Regions from separate parts of the Mus musculus genome. Here region 1 is linked to region 2. A link is a contact called in public HiChIP or PLAC-seq data. All regions are on one chromosome and are shown on one strand. The core of a region is the stretch at or near the end of the contact, and the rest is flanking DNA. Distances in the headings are between cores, read along the strand shown.

The links. HiChIP or PLAC-seq counts read pairs in DNA pulled down with a chosen protein or histone mark.
Region 1: a contact with region 2 is called in a CTCF HiChIP or PLAC-seq map of CD8 T cells, with 7 read pairs. The contact joins two enhancer-like sites. A contact is called at or near these places in 3 of 15 datasets of contacts at CTCF or cohesin (CD8 T cells, large pre-B cells and pro-B cells), 13 of 484 Hi-C or Micro-C datasets (the CH12 cell line, Th1 cells, adipose-derived mesenchymal stem cells and 7 more), 4 of 115 datasets of contacts at active chromatin or transcription factors (the 230-238 cell line, CD8 T cells, the NIH/3T3 cell line and 1 more) and 1 of 9 other capture datasets (embryonic tail).

The regions. Positions count from the first base shown.
Region 1 is chr4:95,705,082-95,709,914 of GRCm38.p6, reverse strand. The region is part of intron 6 of Fggy (FGGY carbohydrate kinase domain containing); the gene reads right to left. Among named protein-coding and RNA genes, the nearest start is that of Fggy, 150 kb to the right of the region's middle. Within about 2 kb of position 1,539, at least 13 of the 459 cell types and tissues checked have an H3K27ac peak or open chromatin away from gene starts, as enhancers often do. A contact at or near this core is called in CD8 T cells, where this site is marked.
Region 2 is chr4:95,300,866-95,306,197 of GRCm38.p6, reverse strand. No RefSeq gene overlaps it. Among named protein-coding and RNA genes, the nearest start is that of Gm32240, 96 kb to the right of the region's middle. Within about 2 kb of position 2,682, at least 135 of the 459 cell types and tissues checked have an H3K27ac peak or open chromatin away from gene starts, as enhancers often do. A contact at or near this core is called in CD8 T cells, where this site is marked.

The DNA.
Region 1 (4,833 bases), core at 290-2,789, 400 kb before region 2:
ACAGTGACATTTATATCTTGGTGGTAACTAATAGCCATCTAACTGTACTCAAGGCCTGCTTAGCAGGTGGGAAAACTAGTCAACTGCACCTGGCTTGTGAGGCCATGGATCTTAGACGAGGACCTACAAGATCCATTGTGGTAAACAAGTTTAATTCCTAACTGTAGTCTAAATACTTATCTGCACATGGACAGATAAGCATAGATCTTAACAACCATCAAAACACTTGGTTTTTTTTGCAACAGCAGGGGACCATTATAAAAAAAGCCCAAATGGTTAAAATGAACAACTGATACTAGGGTGCCTATCGCCAGCTGATAAACCAGAAAAAAAAAAAACCAACAACAACAAACAAACAAACAAACAAAAAACCTCCTGCACCTGTGTCTCAGGAAACCCTGAGGAAAAAAACATGAAAGTATTTTAAGAGCCATAAATCCATGAAGGTTGCTATAAGATTGTGCCTTCTAGCTATTACAGAAAAAACTACACTAATGAAATCACAACAGCATGTTCTTAATCAGGACTTGAACAATTCAAACAACAGTTGGCATCACAATGCAGATGGGAGCAATCTCACCAGGTCCCATGCCTAGATGAAGAGGTAAATGCGATTAAAAACTGATGAGATAGGGAGAATTGGTCTTTCCCAGGGATTAGTCCCCTGTGTGGTTATCCAATGCTAAGTACTCACCACTAGAAATATGAATATATATGTACGTATATATTCATAATATGAACATATATATGTAACACTGAAAGAACTCTGCAGGCTGTATTTATATGATGATTTGTTCCTATGTCTATACAAAGGCTGAAGAAAAAGAATCCATAAATTCAGGTTGGACATGGGGGAACAGAATGGTGAATGGGGAAGGATAATGCAAATATATTTTAGTTCAATTTTTAAAAGGCTTTATATGAAGTCACTGAAGTTACCAAGCAGATATACTGCTTGCCCTTTGAACCCCACACAGGTTAAGTACTGGTTTGGTAGTACAAGGCAGCATCAGGTTGCAAACTCATGTTAGTCTAGCTCCCCAACAGTTACCCCAAAGTAAGTCTGGAAAATAAACACTGTTTTCCCCCAGTAGCAAGAGTCAACCTCAGACCTTTGTGCATGGTGTGCATCACAGAACAAGCAAGACACTGCAAAGATTTTGCTTTTAACAACGTGCTGGCAGCTGAGTTGCTTCAGTTTAAAGCCAAGATACAAAGTCCTTGACAGAAAAGGGCAGGAGGAGGGGCAAAGAACATGAAGTATTAATAAGCCTCATAAAATCATTACCTTGTCCCTTAAGTAGCTTCTGAAATAGGAACAGCAGGGAAGAACACCAATAGGGGTATTTGGTTTGCTCTCCCCTCCCATACGTTGTATATTTCTACAGGTAAAATGGTATGAAAATTTAACAGAATTTTAATGTCATTCTCTAAGTTTTATGATACCACAAAGAGATGATCTTCATTCTGCTCACCACAAGAGGAGATGGGTCACAGAGTAGGTGGATCCATGACTCATTACCTCCCAGAACCTGCAGAGGCTGCCTGAGTGGCAGGCAAACTTCTGGGATCAATAAAGTTCAAGGCAAGGCAGCGCCTGCCAGAAGGCCTTAAAGAAAGTCATTAGTCAACTAGTGACCCGACAAACTCATCACAGCAGCCCCCTGTTGTGGATTCTCAGAAAGGTTGATCTGTGCTGAGAAACTTAAAAGGTCATGGGTATCTAGAAGTCAAAACTCACAGAATGGGGTTGAGGGAAAGAAACCACAGAAGAACCATGGAGACAGGGGTAGGTCACCTCAGACACCAAGGTCACCACTTACCTTCTGCGTGACCATGAAAGTGAGGCATAAGAGTGATGACATGTCACATGCAATGCAAAAGCTAGTGGGGCACAGGAGAAGCCTCTCAAGAATGCTGGATGAACCCCTCTCTAAATGAATGACAATGATGACATAGCATCTAGTGTGCACAGGATCTAGATGCAAGTCCTAGGCGAATAGCCTTCAGAGAAAGGAAAAGTAAACTAATTGTGTACTTGATGTGATTAAAACTACTAGTTCAGCCTCTCAAGGAAATATTCTGTTCCTTCTTTCCAGGAATGTCAGGAGCCATCTCCTCAGCTTCTGCGGTGGTACTCAGAAAGAGGATTCATAAGTGAAGGTGAGAGGTCTCTTCCAATCAGCACCAATGTGCTTGAGTGACAGGCGGCCTGGAATTAAAATCTTGCTGAATGCCTACCATGCTTGTCTTGGGAAAGGTGATTTCAGGAGGTGAGTCAAACTCAGCCTGTTCAACTGTTTCACACTGATTGCTATATCCAGGTCCCTGCTCCTCTAATGATACCACTCCCTACCTGCATTGCTGTGGCGTTTTAACTGTGAGGCTCCGAGGAAAACACATGTCTTCAAATGCAATCTGAGCTCTCTTGAACTGAACCTCTGGCCTATGAGATTCCAGAATCTATGGCTTTTTAAACCTATGACCTTGAACACCAGAATGCCCTGCACTGTAGTTTCTTCATTAGTATAATGATACAATATTACCTACCAAGACTGGTTAGGAAAATTAGATTAATATTAAGAAATCACCTTGAAGCGATTGATATACAATGCATGAACATCTGCTTGGTTTAGTCAACCTCAGCAACCTAACACTCTAGTTAATCTACGTAACCACTAAGTTTACAAACCATAACCACTAAGTAACCACTAAGTTACACACAAACCATAGGGAATCTGCATTTTCCCATTTCCTGTATTTTAAATAAAAAGGGAGGACTATACATGTACACCGAATAAATATATCCCACCAAAAGAGACAACTGGAGTTGGGAGGCAATTTGGGGGCAGGGGAGAAACCTAGGGCAATGGAAACTCCCAAAAATCTATTAGGATGGCCCTAGCTAATACTACTAGTAATAGGGAATATTTTTCCTGAACCTGCTATCTCCTGTAACCAGGCAAGACTTCCAGTGGTAGGCTTCATATACCAACCCAGCTGTAAAACCTTCAACCTACAATCCGTCCTGCCAGCATGATGTGCTGGGGTAAAGATGACATAGAAATTGTGGGAATAGTCAACCAATAACTGGTCCAGCCTGAGACCTGACCCATAACATGAGAGGGAGCACATCCATGACACAGTGCCTGGAGGAACAGAAACCAGAGGTCAGAAGGCCCAGAAACTAGGATAGAACCAAACATGACTAGGAAAATAAGTCAGTGAAATGATGGCTACTGACATTCTGCTATACTCAGATTGGTGCCTAACCCAATTGTTATCAGAGAGACTTCATCCAGCAATTGATGGAACTGGATGTAGAGACCCACAGCCAAACATTAGGCAGAGTTCAGGGAATCCTGCTGAAGAAGGGAAGGATTGTTCGAACCAGGGGGAGTTGAGAGCATCACAAGAAAAGCCAGAGAATCAACATAGACTCAAAGGGGCTCACTAAGACTGAAGGGACAATCAGGGACCCTGCATGGCTCTAACCTAGGCCCTGTCCATATATGCTATAGTTGTGTAGCTTGGTGTTTTGTGGGACTCTTAACAAAGGGAGGGGTATTTATGATCCTTTTTCCTACTTTTGGGGCCCTTGTCCTCTTACTGGACTGCCTCATCCAGACTTAATATGAGGGGAAGTACCTAACGTATTGTAACTTGATATGCCATGTTTAATTGATAGCCCTGGGAACCCTACCTTTTTCTGAACCAAAACAGAGGAGGAGTGGATGAAGATGGAAGAGGTGGGGGAGATGATGGAGGTGGTGGGTGAGCAGAGGGAGGGAGAGGAAACTGCTGTCAGGATGTAATATATGAAAGAGTAAGCTAATTAAAACAATATCCCTCCAATTCCTTCCATGTCCTCCTGTTCCTAGCTTTCTCTCAAATTGATAGCTTTTTTATTTTATTATAATTGCCATGTATATATGCAATATATAAAATTACAACCCGATGACTTCATTTTTGTTGTTTGTGCGCATATCATTCTAGGGCTGCAAAACCACTTATGGTGCTTATCTTTGGGAGAGGCTAATTCTCCTCTCAGCAGTCATTTGGCACCAACAGTTTTTTGTCTAGCACTGGGACTCCATGAGAATCTCCCTCTTCTGAGTTAGCATGTCTACTGATGGTGTCATTGTTCAGGTCTGGTTTAGAAAGCCCATCTCACAATTAAATTTCTGATCCTCTGGTCCTTTCTATTTTCTCCCCCATCTCTGATAATGTACTGACTGAGCATCAGGTATATGAGTTGTGCTTCAGATATATCCACCGAGGTTAAGCTCTGGTGATGGCTACGTTGTATACTGTTGTGGCTTTATGTAATGGTCTCCATTTGCTGTAAAGAGGTGTTCTTTGATGATAGATGGGAGGCAGCTATGGATTCTCTTCTAAGATCCACGACGTCAATAGCCCTGGGAAATCAGCTGTATGTACAGTACCAGGTATGATTTTCTTCCTGTTAAGTGGGCCTTAAGTCTAATTACATAGCTGATGGTTATCACTAAGATATGAGTGCAACTACTGCACCTATGGTTCATATGTATTACGGTTATGTAGGACTACCGATTTCTTCCTTCTCTTGGCAGCTTACATAGTAGTTTATGGTACTGTGGAAGCTAGACTGTAGGAAGGAAGCATTCAGGTTAGATCCAGATTTAAAAATCTGAGTCTTCTCTCTTAAGTGTTGGTGTCTTCAGCAATAGAGACCTACCTTCAATCTCTAAGAGGCAACCAAGGGCAATAGCAACAGACGACATTGTTTTGAGAGTCACCTGGACTACCCTGACCAACAACTAGATAAGAGATTTCTCATGCCTGGCACTGGGG
Region 2 (5,332 bases), core at 1,433-3,932:
ACATCTACCTCTAATTTTCTGAGGAACCGCCAGACTGACTTCCAGAGTGGTTGTATAAGCTTGCAATCCCACCAGCAATGGAGGAGTGTTCCACTTTCTCCACATCCTTGCGAGCTTCTGCTGTCACCTGAATTTTTGATCTTAGCCACTCTGACTGGTGTGAAGTAGAATCTCAAGGTTGTTTATATTTGCATTTCCCTGATGATTAAGGATGTTGAACATTTTTTCAGGTGCTTCTCAGCCCTTCGGTATTCCTCAGTTGAGAATTCTTTGTTTAGTTCTGAGCCCCATTTAGACTGCTTTTTCTATTCTGCCCCCAGTTGCCCTGTCACCTACATTACTGTAAAGAATTAATAAATAATTATGCTTCAACAGATTAGAGAAACATAATCTCCCATATAATTCATCCCTTCTATCGTGGGTTCCGAACACATGACATCTATGTCTTTCAAGCCAAAATTAGGCCCTTGACTTCAGGCCCAGCCTCCTAGCATGTGATATTTTTGATTTCCTCAGAAATAGTTGCAATATCTTTAACTCTCTCCTCCCTTAACCTCCATGGTATTTGTCTTAGTTATAGTTTCTATTGCTGTGATAAAACACCATGACCAAAAAGCAAGCTGGGAAAAAAAAAAGTTTATTTGGCTTACACTTCTGCATTACTGTACATTATCAAATGAAGCCAAGACAGGAACTCAAACAGGGTGGAAACTTGGAGACAGGAGCTGGTGTAGAGGCCATGAATGGGAGCTGCTTTCTAGCTTGCTTTCATGGCTTGCTCAGCCTACTTTCTTATCGAACCCAGGATCACCAGCCCAGGCACAGCACCACCCACAATGGGTTAGAATCTCTCTGATCAGCCACTAATTAAGAAAAAAACCTTAACAGGCTTGCCTATAGCCCCTCTCATGAAAGCATTTCCTTAATTGAAATTTCCTCTTCAGATGACTGACCAGCACAGTATTCAATATTAGCATCCAACCAATCAATACATAAATAAAGGAAGAACCAGCTCTTTTCCCTCCTATTTGTTGCCCTGTACCTTCCTCATCTCTAGGCAGTATCCCTGGCATTGTAAGGATGAACACAGCTCCCTAGTTTCTGACCTCTTTATTTCCCTTCTGTCTTACTTGGTCCTGTATGGTCAGACAGTCTTTGCCCTTTAAGGATTTGTCTCTTTTAAAGTTTTAAGCACCAACCTTCTCTTCCCTAAGAGAAACCCAAGCAGAATGCTCCCCGAGACCCTGTGAACATACTCTCACCTTTAACATTGAGTTTGCCTTGTTGGCTGACCAGTAGTCATCCCAGCTCTATACTTGCCTTGAAAGACAAGTGGGGAACAAGTTTAGGCCTTGTCGCACCTGCAGGTCCAATATGTCTTCATCTTCTTCCAGGAGGATGGATTCTACCTGTTCAAACCTTCATCCTTGTTCCCAAGGGGCTCCCCCATCTCTAGCCCTTTCTTCCTCAAATAAGTCACTACACTATAGTTAGGACAATGAATTGCCCCTCGAGGCAAGTCCCCCTCAGTCATGTTCCTGCTCTACTGTCTTCAGTGGTCCTTGGTGATTTCAGAAGGGTACCCTCTCCCCAGGTTCCTAAGACCCAGATCTTGTTGCTCCTTCTCTCTCCTTCATCATCATTGATTTACTCCATCCCTCTTTGCTATGTCAAATCGATGAGAACACTCGAAGCATTCCTGACAATATGACCACAGATTCTTTCCTCATTGGGATGCCTGCTGCCAACTTCACCTTGCTGAAATCTTCTCTGTAGTCCTTAGGTAGGTGTAGGATATCCTTCAAGGCCCTCTACATCCACATTTTTTTCTGTTCCCTGGTACTCTGGGTCCAGGAAGTTAGACTGGGTCTGTAGTTTCTTGAGTCTTCTGTTTTTGCTCATGAGTTGCTCACATTAGGAAGCAGCTATCACATGCTGGGCTGGGACCCAGGCACTGCAGATCTAGAGGTTAATAAATGATCACTGCTCTCTGTGCCAACCTCTGACTTCAGCACAGGCAATTACACTTGAGCCTCATTAGACATAATGACTATGAGCACAGCACCAATTAGTAGACAAGTCCTAGTTCTGTGAATTAGCTGGGATGTGACTTGGTTATCACTCTGAGCCTCAGTTTCCCAATCTGCAAGTACAAATAAGAGTGGGACCTCGGGCACTTGCTCTGAGTATGCTGAAGTAGTTAGCATGCTGCCCTGACTTGTACTTGACACTCAGTGAGCATCCATTATTCATTTTATTATAGCAGGTTTGTATAAATTAAGTAAATAAATAGATCTATTCTTGAATGAGAACTGACTGAAGGCTCCACTCACTCAGGTCCAGTTGTCTCCCATCCTCTCCCAGCAGCCACAACTATGCTGTTTTTTTCCAAAATTTGGGAGTCCTGGGTCCTGAAGAAGTGACCCTGGCTTTTGCTCCAGTTTCCTTGCTTCAGAATACTGTTCCCAGAGCACCATGACCCACTCTGTGGCTAACACATCTGGGTGCAGGTGGTCCTGGGGTTTGTAAACAAGAGTTGCCAGACTCTAGCCTGAAGTTCCTGGTTTCTCAGAAACTGCCTGGTTTCCTGCTCAGCTGTTGCTTTTTCTGAAAGGCTTCTATAAGCCCCACTGCCCTTCTGGTAAATCTGACTGGCAGGGGTTCCACTTTCGCTTTCGCTGGACACCCCCTGAGGGAGATTTCTCAGCAGTAGGGGCACTTTCCTTTCTCTTTTGGCCCAACCCTGTCTTCCCCCAAGGCTTCAGAGCTTTTAGGATGTACTTAGTTTCACACTGCTGCTCCTCACAGTATCCAGATTTCCAGCTGCCTCAGAGGTTAGTGAGTGTGGTACTGTGGAGTCTGGCCTGTCAGGGGCACGCTTCCCATCCGATGCCTTGGCTCAAACACTGGGGTTATTCCCTGGGTGCTGAGGAACCTGCAGTCAGCCTCCATCTGAAAACACTAAACAGAGGACTTAGAAACACTTCCTACATTGGCAGCAGCCTGCTGTTATAATTGTTCTGTTCTATCTGTAATTGTTCATCTTTTACTGGGCCTAATTTGAAAGCTGAACCTTATTGTGGGTGTGTCTGTGTGGGAAAACCTTGCACACCCATACTTCCATGCTGTCTGTACTTTTAGGCATTGTAGCATCTTAGAACAAGTCCCCTGCGGACTATGGGAGCTTTCTGTATACTATCTGTTCCTCCTATCATCCCCACAAGGTGGACATGATCTCAAGCCAACAAAGGAGACATGGGTTTGGGTGATGAGAAACCTAGAGAGCAAAGGTTTAAAAAGAAAAACCCACACCTTTGACCTTTAGGAACAAAGTTTGTAATGACTGCAGATGGAAGGCCCCCAAGGGAAACTCACCACTGCTATTTCAATTGCCTTGATTTTTAGAAACTACCAGATTACTTGTGCGTATTTGTCTTTCCCCCTGACCACTTTTCCTCAAGAATTGGATAAGTGGTTCAGGTCAACTTGTCCACTTGCCCTAGTACATGGTTTGAGTTGAGGGAGGAGTGATGAGGGTCCAAGAAGCCAAAACAATCCAGAAAGCTGAGAATGGATGGAGGGTAGCTACGGGTACCAGATCATGGAGGGACTTATAGGGCACCGGAGGAGCTGAACTGAATTCTACGTGCAAGAGGAAGCCACTGGAGGCTTCAAAGCAGAACTCTTGCATGATATAAAAAGATAATTCTGCAGTAGAGTGAAAGGCAGCTAGAAAAATCCAACAAAGCTGTGTTGAAAGCTATCTCAGCACCTCAGGACAGATCTGTGGGAGACTTACAGGCCTGCAGTTCTCAGGCTGCAACAGGACTGGGTAGAGCTTTCTGACCCAATTGCTAGGGTTTCCCCATCAGTGGTTCTGGGCAGGGCCTGAGAGTGTGTTTCTACCAAAGTTGGTACTACTGCTCCTCCGGCGCTACTGTCTTAGAAAAGATGAGGCTGGAGAGGATGAGCAGGGCATGACTTATCCCCCAGAAGATCTTCATATAGGTGAAAAGTAGGTGAACAGCAAAAAGAAGTAGTTTGAAAGCAGCAGATGTGTGTCTGTTATCAAATACCCAACCCCCTCCATGCAGGTGGAGGAGATGCCCTAGGAAGCTTGTAGTAGAGGTATTGGTCAGTGGAGTTTCAATGCTTAAATGTCAGGTGACCAGCTAAGGGAGGAACTTGGGGAGAGTAGTAGAAGACAGTATGCAAATCAAAGGGCATGTAGAAAGCAGCAGCATGTTTAAGAGATTGGGGCCAAGAGACCCAAAATGAAGGGTCTGGTGTACATCTGAGAGTTGCTGAAAGCAGCTAAGCACACACTTCAGGGTGCTCCCAAAGTTTCTAAGTCCTTCCGATCACATTTAGAGAATTTCATGGTTAGGTTCATCTTTTAGCTGGGTTATCAGGTTCATCAAAAAGCAGCAGTTGTTTCTTCTTTGCGTGGCTTGAATCTGGGCTGCTGGTAATGCAGGCAGTCATTCTAACCCCAGTCACATGCTAGAGTCAACGGTCATCGCGATCCAGAGCGCCAATGCCTTTCAGGGCTACAAACAGTTCTGAGGATCTGGGTTGTGTGGACAGCATGGTTCTGTGGGCTCCTGGGAGGCAGCATAATGTCATTTCTTCTGTTTTTTTTCAATGCTTATTTGAACTTTGGGTTTAACTGGGTTTCTTATATTTTATCTAGAAATCCACATCTAAGGGCAGGAGCCGAGCTTCCCCTCCGGAATACTCACTGATGTGATTATTGCTTTGTCTACCTGGGGCATAAGATTGACACAGAAAGCTTCATGGAGTCAGTTTCAAAACAGGAATGGCCAGGCCTGACAAATAACCTTGCTAACCTAAGTCTTGCTGCTTAGACCAAGGCAAGAGGATTGCAAGTTCCAGACTTGCTTTGTGAACAGAGTGAATTTCAACTAGCTAGAATACTTTTCTGAAACCCTATTTCAAAACTTAAAAACTTAAAGGAGGGCTAGAAATAAAGCTTTGGTAGCAGATCTTGCTTCACACGCAAATGAGTCTAGGCTCAGTTTCCAGCGTATACCCAAGCATAGTACAGAGTGGCCCAACTCCTCCAACGTCTCCCCAGAGGGAACCTGGAAAATAAGGGCAGGAGCAGAATACCCTGGGATGACAGGGGCAGTCATGCCCTAGGTTCTGTTTCTAAAGCTCTTCAGTGGTCCTCACGCTGGTCCCTGCTCTCATCTCCTATCTTCTGAACTCACTGGAGAAAACTCAAAAAGTGATTACTTGGATCAATACATGTAAACCTCACCTTCCTTCCTGACATCATATAACCTGGGTCTAAGAAGATTGTTGGTTT